Regions from separate parts of the Mus musculus genome. Here all the other regions are linked to region 1. A link is a contact called in public HiChIP or PLAC-seq and promoter capture Hi-C data. All regions are on one chromosome and are shown on one strand. The core of a region is the stretch at or near the end of the contact, and the rest is flanking DNA. Distances in the headings are between cores, read along the strand shown.

Evidence for each region. Promoter capture Hi-C pulls out the DNA fragments that hold promoters and counts their contacts. HiChIP or PLAC-seq counts read pairs in DNA pulled down with a chosen protein or histone mark.
Region 2: a contact with region 1 is called in a promoter capture Hi-C map of cranial neural crest. The contact joins the enhancer-like site here to the promoter of Vill in region 1. A contact is called at or near these places in 8 of 39 promoter capture datasets (the 3T3-L1 cell line, the HPC-7 cell line, cranial neural crest and 5 more), 2 of 115 datasets of contacts at active chromatin or transcription factors (SST interneurons and craniofacial prominence) and 3 of 9 other capture datasets (adipose tissue, liver and pancreatic islet).
Region 3: a contact with region 1 is called in a promoter capture Hi-C map of liver, with 2.8 times the contacts expected there. The contact joins the promoter of Exog here to the promoter of Vill in region 1. A contact is called at or near these places in 3 of 39 promoter capture datasets (the C10 cell line, embryonic stem cells and liver).
Region 4: a contact with region 1 is called in an H3K27ac HiChIP or PLAC-seq map of extraembryonic endoderm stem cells. The contact joins the promoter of Acvr2b here to the promoter of Vill in region 1. A contact is called at or near these places in 3 of 115 datasets of contacts at active chromatin or transcription factors (embryonic stem cells, extraembryonic endoderm stem cells and pancreatic cancer cells).
Region 5: a contact with region 1 is called in an H3K27ac HiChIP or PLAC-seq map of extraembryonic endoderm stem cells. The contact joins the promoter of Oxsr1 here to the promoter of Vill in region 1. A contact is called at or near these places in 3 of 39 promoter capture datasets (embryonic stem cells, hippocampal neurons and liver), 2 of 115 datasets of contacts at active chromatin or transcription factors (extraembryonic endoderm stem cells and trophoblast stem cells) and 2 of 9 other capture datasets (adipose tissue and pancreatic islet).

What each region holds. Positions count from the first base shown.
Region 1 is chr9:119,051,465-119,054,143 of GRCm38.p6, forward strand. It overlaps Vill (villin-like), which reads left to right and starts at 1,314. Exons shown (of 20, transcript NM_001164567.1): 1 at 1,314-1,364.
Region 2 is chr9:118,564,006-118,566,684 of GRCm38.p6, forward strand. Golga4 (golgi autoantigen, golgin subfamily a, 4) reads left to right here. Exons shown (of 24, transcript NM_018748.3): 18 at 1,552-1,662. Among named protein-coding and RNA genes, the nearest start is that of Itga9, 41 kb to the right of the region's middle. Within about 2 kb of position 1,351, at least 3 of the 459 cell types and tissues checked have an H3K27ac peak or open chromatin away from gene starts, as enhancers often do.
Region 3 is chr9:119,443,578-119,446,256 of GRCm38.p6, forward strand. Exog (endo/exonuclease (5'-3'), endonuclease G-like) reads left to right here and starts at 1,383. Exons shown (of 6, transcript NM_172456.4): 1 at 1,383-1,573. The coding sequence starts at 1,411.
Region 4 is chr9:119,400,849-119,403,527 of GRCm38.p6, forward strand. It overlaps Acvr2b (activin receptor IIB), which reads left to right and starts at 1,330. Exons shown (of 11, transcript NM_001313757.1): 1 at 1,330-1,749. The coding sequence starts at 1,698.
Region 5 is chr9:119,321,131-119,323,809 of GRCm38.p6, forward strand. Oxsr1 (oxidative-stress responsive 1) reads right to left here and starts at 1,297. Exons shown (of 18, transcript NM_133985.2): 1 at 875-1,297. The coding sequence starts at 944.

The sequences.
Region 1 (2,679 bases), core at 64-2,563:
TCGGGGGATGAGAGAGGGGAAGAGGCTGGGAAACCAGGGGTCTTTCACCCTTGGGCCTGGAACTTGCAAGTAAAGTGGACAATGGAGAGGGACTGAGGTCTGGGCTGTGTACACGCTGACCCTTAGAGACCCCAGAAGAGACAGATGGAGAGAGAAGAAGGGGAAGGTGTTACCGGAACCAGCCAACACTGGCCACACAGAAGTGAGAGTCCAGCAGATTGGGAAAGGGGAAAGGGGATGGTGACACGGGACATGGGGACAGGGGACAGGTGACTGAGAGCACAGAGGAAGCCCAACACTCTCTACTGTGAGCCAGACACAGGACTAGCCAAGTTCCTCGTGACACAGGCTTCCTTTACACACAGCTAACCCACAACCGTGTCTCTTGCATATGTCCATCTGTCTATCCCAACCCTCAGGAGGCTGAGGCAGGAGGACTGTGAGTTTCAGGACAGCTTGGGCTATACAGTATGACACTGTCTGACCAAAACAAAGCAAAATAAAACACATACACACACTGACCACTGGGCACAGGCTGGCCCAGAGTTTCTGGAGTGTCTAGTCCTGAGCCATGAGACTTTGTAAGTGAAGAATCCGCTGCAGAGAGAGGTCTTGCATACTGTCTGCAGGCAGGATCTAGTGGGGTTGAAGGGAAGGCATGTGCTGGCTGACGCTGGCTGTGACTGAGATCTGTGCTGTGACAGGCAGGAGGTAAAGGAAAGTTGTGTCCCAGGCATTTCTGGAAGGTTCTATTTCCAGCGTCCTCCTATCCCACAATCAGGAGTAACAGAGGGGCAGCCAGGGTGTGGAAGGGATCTCCTTGCTGTAGACTCCACCGGCCTCTCCCACGATGGATATCAGGCTCCCTGGGGACCTCTGTGCTGGGCAGCCAGCCCGAGATGGGAGGTCGGGGTCAGAAATTCTGGGAGGCAGCCCCGGGCGTTTCCTCCACCTCCTAAAATGACCTTCATATCACTTGACTCACTATGGTGGTCTGAACCTCTAGATCCAAAAGGAGCCCAACCCGCGGGGGTAGGGGGGCGGTTGCCCACTTGAGCTCCCCAATGAGAAATCGGTGTATTCCACAGTCCACCTCAGCCTTGATCAGGCCTCCACCCCTAGCCTTCTCTGCCCACTGGTACCGAAGAAGTAATCTACCAGGCCACGGGAAGGGGGCTGGCTCCCAGACGGCTTGGTCAATATTTATTGACTGACTAACTCTGAATGCCCTCCCTGTCCATGCTGCACAGAGCACGGGGTGTGTCCTGCAAGGCGGGAGCTGGGATTGAGTTACAGTTCGGAGGGAGGGGCCTAGTGTTGCCCACAGGCTGAGTGAAGGAAGGTGCAGAGGCAGTTCCCAGAAGGTAGGCCTGGACTGGGGTGGGGGTGGGGGACCCGGTAGAGGGGTTGCTGGGAACGCAGAGGGAAGGCATGGCGTTCTAGGGCTCGGGGATCATACAGCGGCTGAAGGCTGGTAGGATTGAGGGCAGCCCCACGGTGAGAACGCTTGGCTATCTGCGCGTGGGTGGAGGAGGACCACTGTGGCAAGCCAGCGTGAGAGGAAGAAGCGGCGGGTTTTGCGTGGGTGGGCTCTCTGTCACCCCCCAGAGTCAGTTCGCCTGACTCACGACCCTCCAGCAGGCTATGCCCTCCCTTCCTGGAAGTTAAGCAAAGGAATCTCGAGGTCTACCCTCAAGTACACCTTGTTCAGGAGGAGGGGTCGGCTGGAAGGGAGAAGGGTCACCTGAAGGAAGGCGACAAACGACAAGACAAGCGGCCTGGCCGCCAAGGAGACTGGGACCCCCTCCCCCCCACACACACACACACAGTGGGTTAGAGCCCCTGCGGAGAGGGGCAGAGAGAAAGCCAGTGTCGGAGAGAAAGGAACTTCACCCTGGGAAATGAGAGGGCTTCTAGGAGGGCAGGGGGTGGGGGAGATGGGGTCCCCATGGGGGATGTACTGGTAAAAGGGGACACACATGGGCTGGGGCTCTCGTGAGCCACGGGTGACTCCGTGGGAAGAGAAGAAACCTCTAGCGGGAGGGGAGGGAACACAAAGTGTAAGAGGAGTAAAGACACCCCGTGCTTTAAAGTTCTCTTGCCTCCTCTAGCAAGAGGGATGGGGGCTCAGCTCCAGTCTGACTCTCCAGGCTGTGGGTTTTGGGGCTCCTTCCCAGCCACCCCTGGGCCACTGCTGCCCCTCTCTGAGAAGCCAGGTTAGACACTGCTTCCAGCTGCCAATATGCCCTCCTCTTCTCTGTGGCCCCGAAGTTGGACGGTGTCCTTCCCACTCCACTGTGGCCCTTAGAGCTACCTGGCCACTACCTTCTGGCTCTGTGCCTCGGGTCTCTGTCTGTCTGGGTCCCTAATCATTTTCCTGTAGCTGGTTTGATGTATAGACTCTGTCCTTGCTGAAGGGTCCTGTTGCAAGTCACTATACCCACCATGGTGTGCCATGTTCTCCGTTGCTGGAAAGGACCATTGTGTGACCACTGTGCCCATCCATCATATATGTCATTGTCACACAATGACCTCAACTAGAGGTGCTGCTGGCACGCCTGGTGACTCCCTTGGTCAATCAACAACTATCTATGGACTCCTTCTGTTCCATGTCGGGAGAGCCATGCTAACAGCACACAGGCTCTCCCATGACATGCCCAGCCCACAGCCTCCTCTGCT
Region 2 (2,679 bases), core at 101-2,600, 490 kb before region 1:
AGTTGCCATGGTCATGGTGTGTACAGTGACCCTGTCACAGCAACGGACACATAGCGGCATACACATGTCAGGCATCTTCCTCAGTCGCTCCCCATCTTGCTTCCTGTGGCTCAGTCACTCACTGAAGCTGGAACTCCCGTGGTGGATTGACCCTCGGGAACGTCCCACCAAGACGTGGGGTATGGACCTGTACCACCAAACCTGGCTTTTCCCTGTGAATCAGGGCTGTGTAGCAGACACTTTATCTGCTGAGTCAGCCCCTGGCCTCTCTGTGCTGCATCTTTAAAAGGTTTTCACTTTAATTTTTATTTAGAAAAGCTTGAATCAATATAGTGAGAATCACTTTCATTCTTGTTTGTTGTTTTTAAGGGACAGAACCTCTGCTTGTCTCTCTCCTCCTTCCCTCTTCCTCCTTTTCTTCTTTCTGTTTTGATAAACTAGGGATTTGCACAGGGCCTGGTGGTACCTTGTTGGTGGCTCCAGGTCCAGAGCTATTTTTAAGTTCTGGACAATGTATTGGGATTTTTTTCTAATGCTTAGAAGGCTTGCCTTAGCTTATTTGGTAATCTGCAGCTATCAAAGGAAGTGTCGGACATAGCTGAATGTCTGAATGTGCCTGAGTAAGTAGCTATGGAGTCTGGGTAGCCACAGGGATGTGCAGGTGGACTCAAAGCAGCCAAGGCCTCGGACAGTGACCTTTCAGTTACAGGGCAATGGTATTGCGTGCGGGGCTAGGTCGGTGTACCTCGCTGAGGAGACGTCTGATGCCCAGCACCACAGCCTGGGCTCTGCTGCTTTGTTTCCCGTAGCTTCGGAAAGTTTCATGAGAAGAATCGGATTTTTCAAGTGTCCTGTGCTCATCACACTGTTTGTGCCTAGCCTTCTGCTTGTCTTTGAGAACGGTGCTTCCCAGGCGTCTGACAGTCCGCTCCTGTTCAGTGACGCCTAGAGGCGGTGCTCACTCAGCGAGATCAGTTAGCACAGAGGTCTCGCATGATGTCTGACTGAGGCAAGATCTGAGTGCCCTTAGAACACAACAGAAGGTGATCTGTGTGTCAGACTTCTAAGCAGGACCGTGGGGACAAAAGTCATCTAAGTCTTTTCTGGTTCAGCCTTGTCTATTTTTCGTTTGTTGTATTATGTTACTTGAGCACTGCCGGCGTGATGTGAGGACGGATGGGTATGAAATGTGCAGGTCAGTAGACAAGCTTCAAGGACCAACTCGTGAGTTACCCAGTGGGAAAGTACTCCCTTATTTCCTGAGTATCTGTAGGAACCCCACTATAGACAGCACCCAGCCTTAAACCCTAGGATCTGTGCACAGTCAGACCTGATGATACCATGGGGGAAGCAGCTGCTGGCCTTGGTTGACAGGGACAGAGGCAGTGTATGGGAGCCATGGCATTCCAAGAAGAGTGAGCAGCGCTGGTCCAGCCTTAGATTGGGTCAGGAAGGAGTGACGAGTTCTGTGTCCCACACATGTGTGACTGTTGGGTAACTCTCCCTCTGCCTGCTTTTTAACATTGCCACATTGCTGTTTTCATGCTGAAGGCCCGTGAAGAAGAAATGACTGGCAAAGTGACGGACCTGCAGACCCAGCTCGAGGAGCTCCAGAAGAAATACCAGCAGAGGCTGGAGCAGGAGGAGAGCACCAAGGACAGTGTGAGCTGCTTCTCGGGGGTCTGGGAAGTGTGGCCATTTCCTCAGCTTGGCTTGCCCACTGCCACACATTCAGCTCATTTGACCCAAGGGCCTTTGAGAACTCAAGTTCCTTTTTCACTCAATGCAATTAAAACCAAATGTTCAGATCTCATGTTAAGTGCAGTACTGGAATTTAAATCCAGGCTTCCACATTCAAAGCTAAACTTTGCTGTTTCTCAGTGCTTCCTGGCCTTTCCACAGACAATCTAGCAGACTGCAACTCCACCCTTGAGATTTCTTACAGGTTATCAGTCACTGAGGGCTGCAGTTTCTCAACAGCCAGCTACGTGGCTCTCCTTTCCAGAGTGCAGGGACGAAGCCTCTAAAAGCCTGTCTGAGCAGCACCCCTCACTAGCGACCAAGTGAAAAGGGCCTTTTTCCTGTTACAGAGAGCTGTGAACAAGTTCTGTCTGTCTGCTTAGCGTGTGGCTGTGGGTGAGGGCACACCTTTGCTGTTAAGTACTGCTTCTATGAAAACACGTGTCTTCGTACCAGGAGCTTCCCTGGCCTCAAGAGTATTGATGCTGTATCCTCACTGACAGAGTGTTGGTGCATTGTGAAGCCGACACAGATGCTGAGTTCTTATCCTTGTCTCAGAAGAGGGAAGAGACTATCCATACACAGAACTGTTCCCGTAGTCTCTCCATTCTCAATGTTTTGACTTTGTTTTACTTGAGATGGTAGGTCCTGCCATGTTTCCCAGGCTTGAGCCTTGAGTTTAGTCAGCTTCTGCTCAAGCCGTCTTCCCAGCTCCGCCTCCCAAATCGCTGGCATCAAGCTGATGCAGTGTTCCTTCTAAGTTCTAAGGCTTTGAGTGCTGAGTTCCATGAGAAATACTGTGTAGTCAGAGCCTAGCATGGGCCTCAGAGGTTGTGCTCAGAAATGTGTTACAGGACTTTGAAAGATGGGACATATGTACCCACGAAGTTAAGTGCATGATGGACAAACATATTCCTGTGTCAGTAATTCTGAAGGATA
Region 3 (2,679 bases), core at 133-2,632, 390 kb after region 1:
GTCAGCCTGGCTCAGGCCAATGCTCTTTTTATGGGAAGCTGGAGACTGCTGCCAGGTGAAGACCCATTGATCTGAGTGGGAGTCTATTAAACACGAATATTCTTCTTTTTACAAAAAATAATTTACGGTCTTCAGAGTGAGTTCCTGGACAGCCAGGGCTACACAGAGAAACCCTGTCTTAAAAAAAAAAACAAAAATAATAACAATTTACTTAATTTTATTTTATGTGCATTGGTGTGAGGGTGTCAGTCATGAGCTACCATGTGGGTGCTGGGAATTGAACCCAGACCCTTTAGAAGAGCTGACAGTGTTCTTAATCACTTAGCCATTTCTCTGGACCTTATGTTCTCCCTTTGTCAGTGGGCATTTGCCCATCAATTTTGTCTAAGACCAATTTGAGAGGTCCCATAAAGTGGCTAACATTTACAGTGTTACTTGACGGCATGCATCCCGTGTATACCACCTTAGTCCTGAGATGAATCCCTATCGTCTAAGATGATGATTTTAACTTCTTTTTTGAGACAGGGTCTTGCGATGTAGCTGAGACTCATTTGGAACTCACTATGTAGTCTAAGCTGATCTGGAGCTCAGAAATTCCTTCCTTGTCTTTGCTAGCGCTGGGGTTACAGATCGGCTCCACCAAGCCCAATTACAGTTTATTACATCGACTTATTTATGTCTGGCTGTACATACCTGTGCATGTAGGATGGCAAGCCCATGCCTGTGACGGTGAGAGGACAGCTTTCAGGAGTCAGTCCTCTTCTACCAAGTAGGTTCCAGGGACTGAATTCAAGTGTCAGTTTTGGTGGCAAGCACCCTTACTGATGAACCATCTTGCTTGTCTAGGCACAAATTAAAAGAGATAACATGGACTGACACACTGGACTAGTTTGGTAAGGATTTAACTTCTGAGCTCTGGCCCATCCAGAGTCTCTGGCTACCATTGAGTACTGTTTTCCCAGGAAACTCGATAGGTGGTACAAACACTCTGATGTGTATTTTGACTTTGAAGCAAGTGCCCCAAACAGTCCAATGGGGTACAGGTTTTGGAATCACATCGAGTTGGATCCCAGGTTAGGAGATCTTTGATGGATCATGAACAAGCATTTACTCACTATTAAATGGGACTAAAGACAATTTCTTCAGAGGACAGTACACACACACCATTAAATTGACAAGCTAGGACACTTAACCCATCCATTAACTGGCCAGGACCAGGGATGGAGGTAGGCGTGCCTCCCCTGCTGGACTCTAGGGGACGCGCGAGACCCTCAGCAGCGAAGGCCTCTGGGAGGCGGTTCGGGATGGCGCATGCGCGCCTGGTTCCGGAGCCGGCGATTGGACCATTCCGGCCTCGGAGCCCCCGCGTGCGCATGCGTGGCAGAGACAAAGTGCTGGCGCCCGCGAGTCATGGCTGCAAAGAGCTTCGCTTCCCGTCTCAGGGACTCGCGGCGATTTCTGAATGGCTTCTTGGCCGGGGCTGTAGTGGGCGCCGCGGGAGCGGGGCTGACGGCGCTGCAGTTTTTCCGGCGTCCGGACGCGGAATCCGCGAAGCTGGCGAGGCAGCCACACGGTGAGTCTGCAAGCCTAAGCCGGCTCGGTTCCCCACTGCTCCCCCAAATTCTTCACCTGGCTGCGGGCTCACACGTCACCACCCCTCCATCCTTAGCTCCACCCCGAGCTGAGACTCTGTTTGTTCTCCACCTTAGGTGCAGCACAGTGCCTGGTACAGAATTGGCCTTCAGTAAGTGTCTTAGTTTCTTTTCCTGTTGCTGTGACAACGTATACCTGACAGAAGCAACTTAAGGGAAGGGTCTGTTTTAGCTCCCCGTTCGAGGTGCACCCCATCGTGGCGGGGAAGGAGCTCGAAGCAGCTGGCCACGTCAGGAAACGGACGAATGCGTGCTGCCTTTTGGCTCCCTTTTCTCCCAGTTTATACAATGTGGCCACGTCCCTCCACTGTCAGGAAACGGACGAACGTGCTGCCTTTTGGCTCCCTTTTCTCCCAGTTTATACAGTGCGAATCCCAGTCAGGGAATGGCCCAGCCCATAATTAATCTGGGGATCCCCATATCATTTAATACAGCCAAGATTCCCCCTCTCCCCATAGGAATACCCGGAGGCCTGCTTCTCAGGTGTTTCTAGATTCTGTCAAATTGACAACATCACAACAAGAATGTTTGAAGGCGTTTCCGTAAAGAATATCTGCTACCCAGTCTTCCTAGTATGTACATCCTTAAATTTACGGGGCATCTTATCTTTAGACAGAGAAGTGAGCACAGACCCATCTCATTCCAGGACGTGCTGAACCACCCGCTTCTTTTGACACTTGCCATTGTGCCAGAGGACTGCTCTGGGGAGGCATGGGGAGGAGTCACTTGGAAGCAGCTCCGGGTTGAGTCCTCTAGGAGGAAGTGTCAGTTTCTTAGCCCCACTGCAGTGAAGGCTGCAGTCTGTCTTTCCTTGAACTGAAACACTGGGGAAGTATCAGTGAGGGACAGTGTGGGTGGGCTTGTTTGCTCTGTTTTTGCTTTGAGCCAGTACTCACTGTGACCCAGCCAGGCATGAGACATGGAGAAACAGGTGTGTGCACCCACTCTTGGAGTTAAGGTCTTTTAAAAAACGAAATGGATACTTAACCTGGCAGCTGATATATCATGTTGATGAAAAACTAAAATG
Region 4 (2,679 bases), core at 80-2,579, 350 kb after region 1:
AATAAGTAAAATATAATAAAAATCTTAAAAGAAATAGAAGATACACTTAGCAACGTGAATGGACCCTAGTGACATCTAAGGAGCCCCTCAGCCCTCTGCTGTTAAAGCTGCCCAGATGTGAGATGGAGGGTGCTGGTGGCACGGGGCATATGGAAACATATGACTGTATGTTGGATGCACATAGATACAGGCAAGAGAGCACACACACAATCAATCAATAAACGAACGAAAAATAGGAAGAGTCACAGATGGACTGCGAGCTCGAGGCCACCTGAGGATTACATAAGGAGAGGAAAAAGACCACATTTAAGAGCAAAGGTTGTCAGACAAGGTGCAGACTTCTTGGGAAGCTGAGGATCCCTACCTCAACACCAAAGCCGTAGCAGAAAGAAACTCTACCCAAGTCTGGAGGACTTCAACACCGTCATTTTCATAAGGGAAGTCCGAGGCTCGAGCAAATGAAATGACCCAGGCTGGGGGGGGGGGGCGGCGGGGGGGAGCGTCCTTCCTCCTATGACCCACTGCTCTTGGTGAGGCAGGAGGTAACTATCCGAGGATTCCATAGCATTTTTTTCCCCTGAGTAGTGACTGGCTTTTCCAGTGTAGCTGGGAGGCCGATTGCTCTCACACTCTGATTGTGTAACATCTGAAATGGAGGGATCTGGTGTGTGTGCGTGTGTGAAAGGAACAGAGGCATGTTCTGAACAGATCTTTAGAGGTGGGAGGAGTGCTGAAGGTAAGATGAAGGATGCTGGATTGCTGAGGATCCTTCAGAAAGCAGGTCGCCAACAGTTCTTTCCCACCTGCAGCTGCTCTGTGGGTCCTCCTCTGCTTGGAGATAACTGTGCGTGCGTTGTGAGGAACTGCTGTCAATTCAGACTTCAGCGTTTTCCTGCCAATTAATTAGCCCATAAATGGGAGCTGGAGGGCAGAGGTCCTAGGTTATGGGGACCAGGAGCTACCCACTCACTCAGGGGTCCCAGAGGAGCGTGCATCCCGTAGCGTGGGCTCCATAGCACGGGGCAGGAAAGCACCAGCCAAGTTGTGGGCAGTCCAATCCCACCAGCTCGGAGAGCGCGCCCCGCCTAGCCCTAGAGTCTGGTGCTGCAGGCGCGCTGTCTCCAGAGGGCGCGGGCTGGGGGGCGGAGCCTCGGTGTTGTTGTTCCTCTCCGGCCCCGCCCCCAAGGGGGGCGCGGACCACGCGGCCGGAGGGCCCGCCTCCCCTCCCCCTCCCCGCCCAGCTCGCCCGCCTCTTTGTATCCAACATCCGGGTTTCCCCGCTGGCTCGGCTCCGTGGCCACCGCTCAGGAGCCATTTTGGACTCGGTTCAGGTCCCCTCCCCCACCCCTCCCCCGTTCATGGCCCCTCCGGACTCGGCCCCTGCGCCCGGGGCCCGGGCCCAGCCCCGTTGCGCCATGCCCGCGTCGGGCGCGCCCTGGCCCGCGCCCCGCCGCCGCCCCCCGGCTCCCGCGTCGCCCCATAGCCCGGGCCGCACTGCGCGCCGCCCGCAGCGGCCCTGAGCCCCTATCTCCGCATACTGCCTGGGAACCGAAGCGCAGAAGCGCGCGCTCCTGGAAGCGAGACCCAGAGAAGGAGCGGGAAGCAGAGCGCAGCCGCCGCCGGGCCCTGCGCGCCCCGGGAGCGCAGCGCGGCCCTGCCCGCGGGCTCCGGGTGTCCGCGGGGCGGCGCCGCGGAACATGACGGCGCCCTGGGCGGCCCTCGCCCTTCTCTGGGGATCGCTGTGCGCCGGTAAGGACCGGGCGCGTCGTGGGGGTGCAGGGACCTGGGGCGCGCGGTGTTTACCAACAAAGGGCGGCCCCGCGGCCTCGGCGCCGCGCCACCTGCCTGGGATCGGGGTCGCGCGGGGCGCTCTGGTGCTTGCGATCTTAGAGGCGAGCTCGCCCGTGCGGTTCCTCTGCGCGATTCTGGCTCGCAGAGGTTCTAGGTGATGGGGGAACCTGGAGCGTCAGGGTCGGGGTTCAGGTTCCGCGGGTGTGCGGACCCCAGGGATAGAGCGGGGAAAACCTAAGCGTGGGGAAGGCGGCCAAGCGGGGTGGGCATCTAATTGGGGGCGGCTGGGTTGGGGCTGCTCGCCCCTGAGAGTCATAGGTGTCGCAAAGCGAAGCGGACGGCTTTCCATAGCCCGCCCGGAGTCCTCTGCATCCCGTCCCGCCACTCCGCGTCGCGATCCTCATGCGAGTGGCTCCTACCTGCGCCCGCTTTTCTTGCAGCGGGCCGCAGATGCGCCCTCGTGGGACCGCTTTTGTTTTGGGCAACTGGGAGTGGAGAAGGGTTGAAGAGGCGAACCAACAGGTCTCAGATCGCTTCGGCCGGCACGTGGCGGGCGTGAGTGACCCGCGGTCAGCTCGCAGCCGCCTGCGGGCTGTGGATAGCTGGTGCGCGTCTGCTTGGGACTAGAAGGTGTGGGTGTGTACGCACGAAGTTGTGTTGGGAAAGCGCTTTCTCCCCCAAAGCCTAGGCACTGATTTCTGTGTCCCGATGGTGCTGAAGCGTGCTCAACTTTGTAGGAGCTCCGGGGCGGGCTTAGGGCAGTTCCAGGAAACGTGGACAGTCGGGCATTAAGACTCCAGAGAAAAGATCGTGGAGATTAGGACGGCTGGTGCCCGGTGGCTGGGGCTCTGGGTCCTGCGCGTCTTTGTTCCCAACCCCCATTACACA
Region 5 (2,679 bases), core at 47-2,546, 270 kb after region 1:
TTTCCCTTCGATTTCTATGGCCACTGCATTACTGCTGGGCTACAAACTCTCCCTCATCCCTAGCCGCTTAACCTCCTCAAGCACGCTGCACCTCTGAGAGTAACAATCCATGCTTGCTGTCGACCAACTGGTATTCTCGGATCTTATTCAGGGCCACTTCACACATAATAGCCAGATTTATGGAGCGAGCCATGGTCCCTAGTTGAAGCCCTCCAAGGACAACTTGAAACTCCAAATCTTTACCATAGCTTTAAAGGTCCCTGAGACTAATGTGTGCCCTCTTTCTGGTCCCTCAACTTATCAAGCACTCTCTCTCTCCTCAGAGTCTAAGTATTTTCTTATTCCTCAATGGAGGGGGAAAGGCGATCTTCCTCCGACTCGCTTTGAGGGCTCAACTTTTCCTTGAAATCACGTAACTTGTTCAAACCACTCCTTATAACATCTTGCCCGGTTCCTTCCGGCCACCTACTGAGACCTGTTACCGCTTTTCCCATTCTTTCTATGTAGTTGACGTCTGCCTCCGGGATCTGAGAAGTCAGTTGTAAAGAGCTAGAGGCGGGTCTAACCTGCTCAGCACCGGTACCTGGAGCTGCCCTCAGCCTCACACCTGCGAAATAGTGCATCGTCGCGTGGATGCAGGGATGGACTCAAGTGCACAGACCCCACAATCCCAGAGCCACGCGGCTCTGCCCACGGACCCTAGTGCCCCCTGAGCCAGGCCTGCCGCCCATCCACATGGCTCTTCTGCACAGGACGCATCTGTCTCAGGTACGCTTCTCCCTCCGAAGGGAGCCCCACCCTAGGCGCACGGCTCGCACCAGTGCCCAGCAAGGCTCGGGCCCAGAACCCCGGCGCGTCGCCCCTCGGCTCTCACCTATCACCTCCTGCAGCTCGTAGTCGTCCCTGTTGATGGACCAGGGCAGGGCGCTCGAGTCCTCGGACATGACGGCTGCAGCGCCTGGCTCCGTGCTCCTCACGCTCCGGGCTCTCAGGTCACCTCGCCGCGCGCCTCCCCACGCCCAGCCGCCGCCCCCAACCCGCCGCTTGGCCCAGCCTTGGGGCGCACAACGCCGGGGCGCGCGGGTCAAGCGCGGCCCCGAGGCGGAGACGCGCGGCTGCGACCGACCTCGCCTCCCGCGGCTCCGCGTCCCGCAGTCCCCGGCCCAGCCCACGAGCCGGCCTTAACCTCCGCGGCACCGCGAAACAAGCTTCTACCCAGCCCTGCCCCTCCGTCCCGCCCTCCACCCGAACCCCAAGCACGGGCCAAACTTTCCCTTCTCCCTCCACCTGCCGACACGCAGCGCGCTGACGTCACCACGCCGGGGAAGCCTGGCCGCGGCTCGCCGCCCCCCGGCCGCCATCTTGAGTGTGGCCGGACAAGAGGCAAGCGAGAAGGAAGCCGGAAAGAGTGGAAGTCGATAGTTAGAGAGCAGAAGTGCTCGTGGAGGAGTTCACTGAGGGCGTCTGAAAGCCAAAACAGAGCAAACTGCCGCAGAACGAGGAGCCACACCAAGCATGGCGGCCACTGAGTGCTAAACCGAAGGAGCGGCGCTTCCTCTAGAAGCTGAGGGAGGGGCGTTGCCCTCTCTGCTTTGCATTCATTGGTTGGTTTGAGAAAGCATGAGAACGGCAACTGGAGCGTGTGGACATCAGTCATATGTTAGTCCCGCCTCCGGGAACTTGACTCCCAGTTCCTACCGAGCGCCAAAACCTTTCAGGACCGGGTTCGCTGAGGTGACGTCACGGCGTCACGGTCACACCCTCGAGACGTGCAAACCGCGCCCCGGGGTGTGGAGAAGCCCGAGGGAGCGGCCGGGTGGGGTGCGCGGACGAAGGCCAACTAGGATAAAAGGTCTTGCGGGCTCCCGAGTGGAGCCGGAAGCTCGGCCCGTGATGACATTTTTTTTTTTCCTAAGGCGGAAGTACTCAGCGCCGCCTCCAGGATCCGGGAGGAAGCGGTTTCTGTCTTTTCTCCGCTTCGGGTCTAAAGAAACAGCACCTGCCTGGGACCTAGGTTAGTTGTCTCTGCCCAGGCAGCGCCTTGACTGTTCAGTGGTTTCTGTCACGCGACTTAGGGGTCAGCTCTAGGCCCCCGGCCCTGGCTTTTGTCATCTTCACAAAAATAAGTTCCGTTTTCTTGGCCTTAGAAGATCGCGCTTTGGTGAAACAAAACATTAAAACATCAACCTGGACAGGGTCGCTGCGGACAAAGTGTTCAGCTGAGCAGCACTGCTGAGCTCTTCGGTGGGAAGGCCATGAGCGCGTCTGGTTGATAGGACTTATGGAACATCTCAAGAAGAGGTCCCATTTGGGCCAGACCTTACAGTGCTAAGGGGATCTCAGCAAACAGAAAATGGGAGGACAGAATATTCCAGACCCGGCAAAGGTGCAAGGTCTTGCTGTAGAAATGTGTTTCAGGGCTGGAGAAATGGCTCAGTGGTTGAGAGCACTGACTGCTCTTCCAGAGGTCCTGAGGTCAATTCCCAGCAACCACATGGTGGCTCACAACCATCTGAAATGGGATCCAATGCCCTCATTTGGTATGTCTAAATACAGCTACAGTGTACTCATATATATAAAATAAATAAAATCTTTAAAAAAAAAAATAAGGAAGGAAGGAAGGAAGAAATTTGTTGCAGCCACTACTTGTGACACATTTAGTGCGTGTGATAACTTTTT